Regions from separate parts of the Hordeum vulgare genome. Here region 2 is linked to region 1. Evidence: chromatin contacts called from public Hi-C data. All regions are on one chromosome and are shown on one strand. Each heading gives the region's core, a stretch centred on a gene start, on an enhancer-like site or on the middle of the called end of the contact. The rest is flanking DNA. Distances are from core to core; before and after follow the strand shown.

Region 1 (3,749 bases), core at 1,211-3,710:
TTGGGATTTCATCCCCCCCTGTAATTAAGTAACTGTACTTCGGTTTGTTGGCCTTTAATGTATGTCAGTAGGAGCACGGTATAGTAAATCATGGTAGATACACCATTGTCGTGCCAAATCCTCTTTGATGCATTGTGCACCATCACCATATATGCTTATGAATAACTCGGTGATTAGTCTGACAATTCGTGCACACACTTAGTTAGTCTCCTCTCCTTAGAAGGCTGTCGGCCCACAGTTTCAGGGTTGACCCCACAGATTTTGTTTCTGCCTCTGCCATAGGCTGTCGGCCTTCCCAAGCTTCAACGAGTTGCACTCACTTTCATGTGGCATGTTCCTTGAGTAAAGCACCTCGATGAAGGTTGGCAACGGTGGCTGCTTGGCTAGCACCATTTAACTTGTGGCAATGTGTCCTTGGATGTGAGTGTGCCAATGTAACTCATCCTTGTTGCTGTGAGAGTAGGTCGCCTTAATTGTTTTGGCAGTCACATCAATATTCATATTATATCAGAGATCTCAACGGAGACCAAGGCAGCCAAGAAAGGATAATTTGATCATATTGCTGCCATTTGGATTTGGGTAAGATGGGCAAATGTCTTTGGCATGAGCCTTGAAAGCATGTTTACGAAAAAACTAAGAAAGCTGGTCATGGTGTGGTACAGTCTGGTTTTGATCATAGTTGAGAAAACAGGAAGGGTGGTGGAGAGTTAAGTTGGAATCTGCTCTGATTCCATGAAACCCAAAACTGAACCCATTGAGGGGAGTAACATGCTATCCGAAATTAGGATTACGCGTATGTATTTGTTACATAGGAGAATATTGTGGGATATGACACTGTTGTGTGTGCCCACAAGCCCTACACACACATGCAGTTAAGAGTGTGTAGAGTATCACTAACATCTCTCCTTGATCGAAGTGGAACCTGGGGCAGATGTTCAGACTGGAATCAGAGTACTTATGGTAAAGATATCAGCAAACCGTGTCATGTCAATGCGCTCAACTCCACCCATTGCTGTTCCCTCTGCTGTGCAAACTGATACTATCCTGTCCACATCACCAGCAGTTACAAAGATACGCACTGTCGTCATAATTTTATCTTTAGTAGTCCTGGATAACTCTGATGCTTTACTTATTCCCAGCCCGAAGATGGCAGACATACCTCATACAGCAGTATCTTATTTGGTATTGTGTGTTTCATGCAAAACACTCATCATATCCTGAAACTCAAGTATATATTGTGACAATGCTGTTCTGTGAGTATAACACTGTGAGCTCACGCTAATCCAATGTTTTCTGTAGGTCACTACAACGAGCTCTGGATAATAAGCTCTATCTTCTCCTGTATGGCAAAACTTTTGGGGCTCCTGATGGCAAGCCCGTCTGGCATTTTCCAGAAAAAGTGTATGAAAATGAAGACACCTTGCGTTCGGTATGAACTTCTGAAAAGGGCCTTCAATTTTTTATCAGATGATCCATGCTTTAGTTCACTTCCAGTTTATTTCCTTATATTATTTGTCAAGTTTCTGGTAGTTTAAAATTGTAATTTCATAATACCATCCTTATTCATATTTTGTGTATTTGATTTCAGTGCGCCGAATCAGCCCTAAAATCTGTTCTCGGCGGGCTTGACAATACATATTTTGTTGGCAACGCTCCAATGGCTCACATGGTAACTGAACAAAAAGAGGATTCCAGCGTTTCACCATTCAAGGTATTTCTTGGTTCACCATTTTTCTTCTTCTACGCACATAGCATGCGTATCATTGAATAAAAGAAGACTTGCTTGCATTTTGTCAAAGCAATCGACACATTATTTTTGATGCACTGTCATGTGATGATCTCCTAATCCTGGTATATGCATCTAGCAGCGTTTCTTCTTCAAGTCGCAAGTGATCGGCACGACGCATTTTGACATCAGGAGGTGTGAGGACCATGCGTGGGTGACCAAAGCCGAGTTGCTGGAATATTTTCCGGAGCACAAGGATCTCTTGAACAAGATGATCATTCACGTAAGATAGACAGCTCTAATCTGATGGGGGCGGTGACGAAGCCGAGGCCGTCTGAACATGGAGCGTGTGGCATCATGCGCAGCCGTGCTGCTTGACCTGTCTATTGCCGGTTTCCAGCCACCATCTGGGCCGCAAGCGTTTGTCGAAAGAGTGAAACCCCAGAATTTGTTGGTTGGCATTTTTATTAGACTAAAAAAAAATGCACGGTAGCTTCAGCTTTTCTACAGGCTCTTCTCCCGTCACAAGCTATTTTTTGGGCGGAAATAATTGATGGGGTGTCATTCTGTTGTCCCTATTTCCTGACGTTTTGTGGGCCGGCCAACTTAACGCCAAGGCGCTTGATTTGAACGTGTGATGTCTATTTCCTAACGTCTGTAGTTCTCAAAGCCGATAATTCTTGCCGCTGTAGCAATGCACAGTATATGATGTATCTCGTTTATGAGGAAGGGACGAGAGCACAGTCTTGTTGATGCGTATGGATCCAAAGTGGCGCAAGTCATAGGAATTTTCCGTTGGCGTTGAAGCTCTTTGAGATGTGCTGCAGGGCAGGGAGACGAGACAGGTGTGCCCACCATGGCCTTTCGAGTAAAGAATTTGGGAGCGCCCCATGCAGAGCACAACGTGGCGCGCCACGGCAGCTCCACAGCACGCCGCTCGGGACTCTCACCTGCCGACAGGGACCCCCGGCGTCTTCCTTTTCCTTCTTCCCTTTCTCTGGGTTGTTTCAGGGCAGAGAGGAGGCAACTGGTTGGCTGCTGCTGATCCATGAACGTCCCGGTGGGCTTCCTCGCCAAGCTCTGGAGCCTCGCGTCGTTCCTGCCATTCTTCCTCCTCCTCCTGCTACTCGGCTCCGCCAAAGGTAACCAACATACACCATCCCCCGCCTCTCCCTGTCCTCCAAAGTCAGAGGTCTCGATATGTTTTTTTTTTCCATAGCTACCCAAAGCATGCATGGAGCATTTGCGTATTGCATTTTATTTGCAGCTCTTCTGATCGGTCCGGTCGTCGTCGCCATTGTTTTCCTCGGTGATTCGGCCGTCATCGTCGGCCTGTGGCCTGCGCATTTCGTCTGGACGTACTGCTGCGTGCTCACGTACGTACGCCAACTTCCCCCCACATTTTTTTTGACCATGCCTCATTCCTTGATTTGTTACCTCCTTGCATCATGATGAAAAGGACTAAGGTCTAAAGATCATGCGGTGGCAAAGTGTGGTGTAGCAGCATAAAACGTTTTTCTCTAGACTTGCTAGGCCATTAGTTAGTTCCTTGAGCACATGGGTGGGGGCCTGGGGGGTGTGGCGTGTGTGTATAAAATGCCAGCCAGAGCCACACACCAAAACACCGCGGTGAGACCTGGGGCCGGAAGTGGGAGCAAGGTATGTGCCACCAGTGTGTGTTCATCCTCCTCTTCTCCTAAGATTTACGTAGTTCTCTCAAGCGCTCATCGATCCCCCCCCCCCTTCCCCTTCAATGCTTGTACAGTTCCCAATGGTGCTCCTTCTTCGTCGACACCGATTGTGAGCCTGGTGTTCAACTCCATCACGCCGCAATCCCTTGCGGGTACTGGAACCCTCTCATCAAAGGTGTGCTAGCTTGTATCGGCATGGAGGATGTGTGTAAGTTCAAAGTGTTAGGAACAACAACTGCATTTTCTCCATGACTCTCATTTTTAGGATAGAATCCGGAAACAGTGATGATGGACATGGGGATGGTAGGTGAATTCTAGGAAAATAGCCAAAG
Region 2 (3,582 bases), core at 330-2,829, 310 kb before region 1:
GCGTGCGACAACAGCGCCTCGCCACCGGCAGCCGCGCCCAGCACAACGCCAGCCACCCTTCCACCCATATAACCTGCGATCTAGGTCTGGTAGGGATCCTATTCCTATCAAAGACCTTTTAGAGATTTCACTATGGACTACATACGGAGCAAAATGAGTGAATCTACGCTCTAAAATATGTCTATATACATCTGTATGTAGTCCATAGTAAAATCTCTAAAAGGTCTTATATTTCGATACGGAGGGAGTAAATCTCTACCCAAGTACCCATGCATGCACATATAAGTTTCAGTACCTAACAATCATTTAAAGCTTCCGTGAAAAGGAAAATGACAATAATGAAAGCTAGATCTACAGAACCACAGCGGCCACATAAATTTGAATGGATTACCCGTCCTTCCTGTCCTGGGTGGCCGCATCCTCGATAGGATGACCCGCGTCAGCAGCTGCTTCAATCATCACCATGGGTGCTGCCACGCCGTCAGCACGCTGGTCTGCATCTACATCTGCTTCAGTCATCACCATGGGCGCTGCCACGGCGCCAACACGCTGGTCTGCGTCGACAGCCTCCTCTTGAACCACCATAGGCACAGTCGAGCCCTCAACACGCTGGTCTGCGTTGACAGCTGCCTCTGGCACCACCACAGGCACTGCCGAGCCCTCGACATGCTGCTCTGCGTTAACAGCTGCCTCTGGCACCACCATGGGTGCTGTCGAGCCCTCGACATGCTGGTCCGTGTCGACAGCCGCCTCCAGCACCACCATGGGCAATGTCAAGCGCTCGACATGCTGTTCCGCCTCGACAGCCGCCTCTGGCACCACCATGGGCACCGCCGAGCCCTCGACATGCTGACCTGCGTGGTCAGCCACCTCCGGAGCCACCCTGGGCCCCGTCGAGTTCTCCGTTGCCGCACCCTCCATGCCCAACCCTTCCAGTAACTGCAAAATGGCAAAAATTCTTAGACAAGAAATTCAGGTATTCATCACATCGTCCTGGTTCCCTTAAAACACCACAAATCATTCCACATCCTATCTAATCGCAGGCAGTCTCGTTCATCTTCCCCGCCTCTCCCATGGCAGCACTCCTTCCCCATCCCAAACTAACGATTCGTCTCAGCACTAACCGCCACATGCTAGCTCCCCGGCGCCGCGCCACAACCCTAGCTCATGGCCACGACGTCTCCGCGTCCGAATAGCATGCACCACCACCAATCACACCCAAATCACGGAGCGGACGACCGCATCGAGGCAATGGACGGCACCGAACCAGCACCCACGCAGTACCTGCTCGAGCCTCCCCGTGCCCAATCAACAGACGGCGGCAACAAACACGCCCCTGATCCAAACCAGCAGGGGAGGGCTCCGCGAAACCCGAAGGCCGGGAGAGGCGAGAGAGGAGGAGTGTGGGGAAGGGGGGAGGAGGGGCGCACCTAGGACCTTGCTTTCCTGCGGCGGGGGTGGCGGAATGGTGGCCGGTGGGGCGAGCTCCGGGCGGCGGCCTTATGAGCGGCGAGTGGGAGGCCGGCTGCGGGAGGGGCCTGGCTGGCTGGCTGGCTGGCAACCTGGCTAGGGTGGATCAGGACCAGAGAAGTTTGGGTGCGGGCGTACGGCGGCTTCAGGATCGAGTCAGGGGTAAAATGGTCTGTTCAACCCTGGCAGCGGTGGTGGGTCAGGGTAAGTGGTGGGTAGAAAAGGGAAAAACGGACTGGTACGAATATTCAATTCTCAGCCGACGCTCATTGCAAACCAACTTACAGTTAAATGGTAAGTTCAAAAAAAAAAACTTGCAGTTAAATGGTTGAAGAGATTGTGGTATTCTCAATTCATTAGAGTTTAATTCTAGTGTTTATATTTATTTCTGAGTTTATTTTTTAGTTTTCGACGATGCGCATTCGATGAAAGAAAACGTTTATGATTATGGTGACTTCGTAAATTTTAAAGATAATATGTCGGTTCAGTCTTTCGAAAATGCTCATAGAGGTAGGATATACGTTCATAAAGATGATTGTATGCGCGCATATAAACGTTTATATTTGTACTATGTTAAAAGAACAGGCTCATTTGCATCTCATGAACAACAAATTTTACAAAAATACTAGTAAAATTTGAAAAAATAAATTTATTTATATGGAAGATATTTTGAATGTGTGAGGTCCATGTCAAAATTCAAAGCATTTGAACATCAAAGTAGCTCTCAACAAAACAAACCAAATAGGGTTCGAACAATGCACAAACAATAAACTTTTTTACGGACTCAAAATTTGTCATTTTCACTCACAGCTACTCCTACATCCAAATATTTTGAAATTAGGTATGTACATCACACACTCAAGCATTTTTCTCCATTAAAAGGTTGAATTTTTAGTATTTTAATGAAATTTAGCATGTACATCACACGCTAAAGCATCTTTCCACATTAAAATTTTAATTTTTTAGTATTTTAAATGATTTGTTTGTTTATTTTCAGACTCATCTGAGCGTGGGAGCCAAAACACCTCACTTTTTGCAACAATTTGAAGTGCCCTAAGTACCTAAATCCTCAAAATTGATATACTTTCATATAAAATCCTTGTATAAAAGAAGATCAAAATGAACTTCTGTGTACCGATGCAAATGCCTCTACATGATTCATGACACAATAAAGTTATATACTTACGATTAGAAGAGTGCCAAATACATATCCCTTTTTGTGTGTGTTGGGGGGAGGGGGGCTTAAAAGAACACTTATAGATAAACACAAGATATAAAAATAAAACCAATTTGATAAGAGCATCTCCAACAGCCGCGCTTCGGGCCGCGCCTAAAAAACCTGTTTGCCGCGCGCCCATCGTCTGGTTTGGCGCGTCGCGCAGCGCTGGCTCCAGCAGCAGCGCTAAAGTGCAGCGCGCGCGCCGCTCCAGCAGCGGGTAAAAATGCAGCGCGCGCGCACAACATTTTCAATTGCAAAATGGGCAAAATAAAAATATTGCATAAAATAAAAAAGGATACAAAATTATTTTACATAGATTGCAACTAGATAGATAGTTCGAAAATATAGATAGATAGTTCGGTGCAAGTAGATAGATAGTTCGAAAATATAAAACTTTTATTAATCCCAGTCGCTCCAATCATCACCACCATCGTCATCGTCGTTGGTGTCGTCAGAGGTTGACAGCCAGATGTCCAACCAACGGTCATCTTCTTCGGTGAAGAAGGACCTCCCGCCTGCTGCGACGATGTCGGCCTGCGCACTCGCCAATGCCTTCCGCCGATGCCTGTCCAACCGCTCCTCGCGGCGCCGGCGCGTGTCCTCCTCGCGGCGCCTTGCCCAATAATCCTGCTCGTAGGCGACGTCCTCCGGGTGGCGCCGGCGCCACTCCGCCATGACCCGCTCGTCCTCCTGGGCGACGAGGAGGCGGCGCTGCCACGCAGTGTGCTTTGCAGGGTCTTGTGCGGAGTTTAGACGAGGCGGGGGGGGGGCGACGTCCAGCGCCTGCTGGAGCGTGTGGACGTCCTGGAAGTTCATCTGGCGGCACGGCCTGCCTAGGCGCCACGCCGCCGCATCGAACGCGCGGGCGGCCTCGTGCGCCGTGTCGTACGTGC

What was found. Hi-C and Micro-C count contacts between places; a contact is called where the count stands out from the background.
Region 2: a contact with region 1 is called in a Hi-C map of seedling, with 3 times the contacts expected there. The contact joins the promoter of LOC123407290 here to the promoter of LOC123409702 in region 1. A contact is called at or near these places in 1 of 6 Hi-C or Micro-C datasets (seedling) and 1 of 1 datasets of contacts at active chromatin or transcription factors (embryo).

Annotation. Positions count from the first base shown.
Region 1 is chr7H:136,020,890-136,024,638 of MorexV3_pseudomolecules_assembly, reverse strand. It overlaps LOC123409702, which reads left to right and starts at 2,460. Exons shown (of 10, transcript XM_045102564.1): 1 at 2,460-2,868; 2 at 2,994-3,102. The coding sequence starts at 2,775. It overlaps LOC123409703 (39S ribosomal protein L46, mitochondrial), which reads left to right. Exons shown (of 6, transcript XM_045102566.1): 4 at 1,300-1,429; 5 at 1,589-1,711; 6 at 1,869-2,357. The coding sequence ends at 2,018. LOC123409704 (a long non-coding RNA gene) reads left to right here and starts at 3,500. Exons shown (of 2, transcript XR_006612892.1): 1 at 3,500-3,625.
Region 2 is chr7H:136,334,167-136,337,748 of MorexV3_pseudomolecules_assembly, reverse strand. LOC123407290 (serine/threonine-protein phosphatase 4 regulatory subunit 2) reads right to left here and starts at 1,579. Exons shown (of 8, transcript XM_045100396.1): 1 at 1,431-1,579; 2 at 392-939. The coding sequence starts at 921.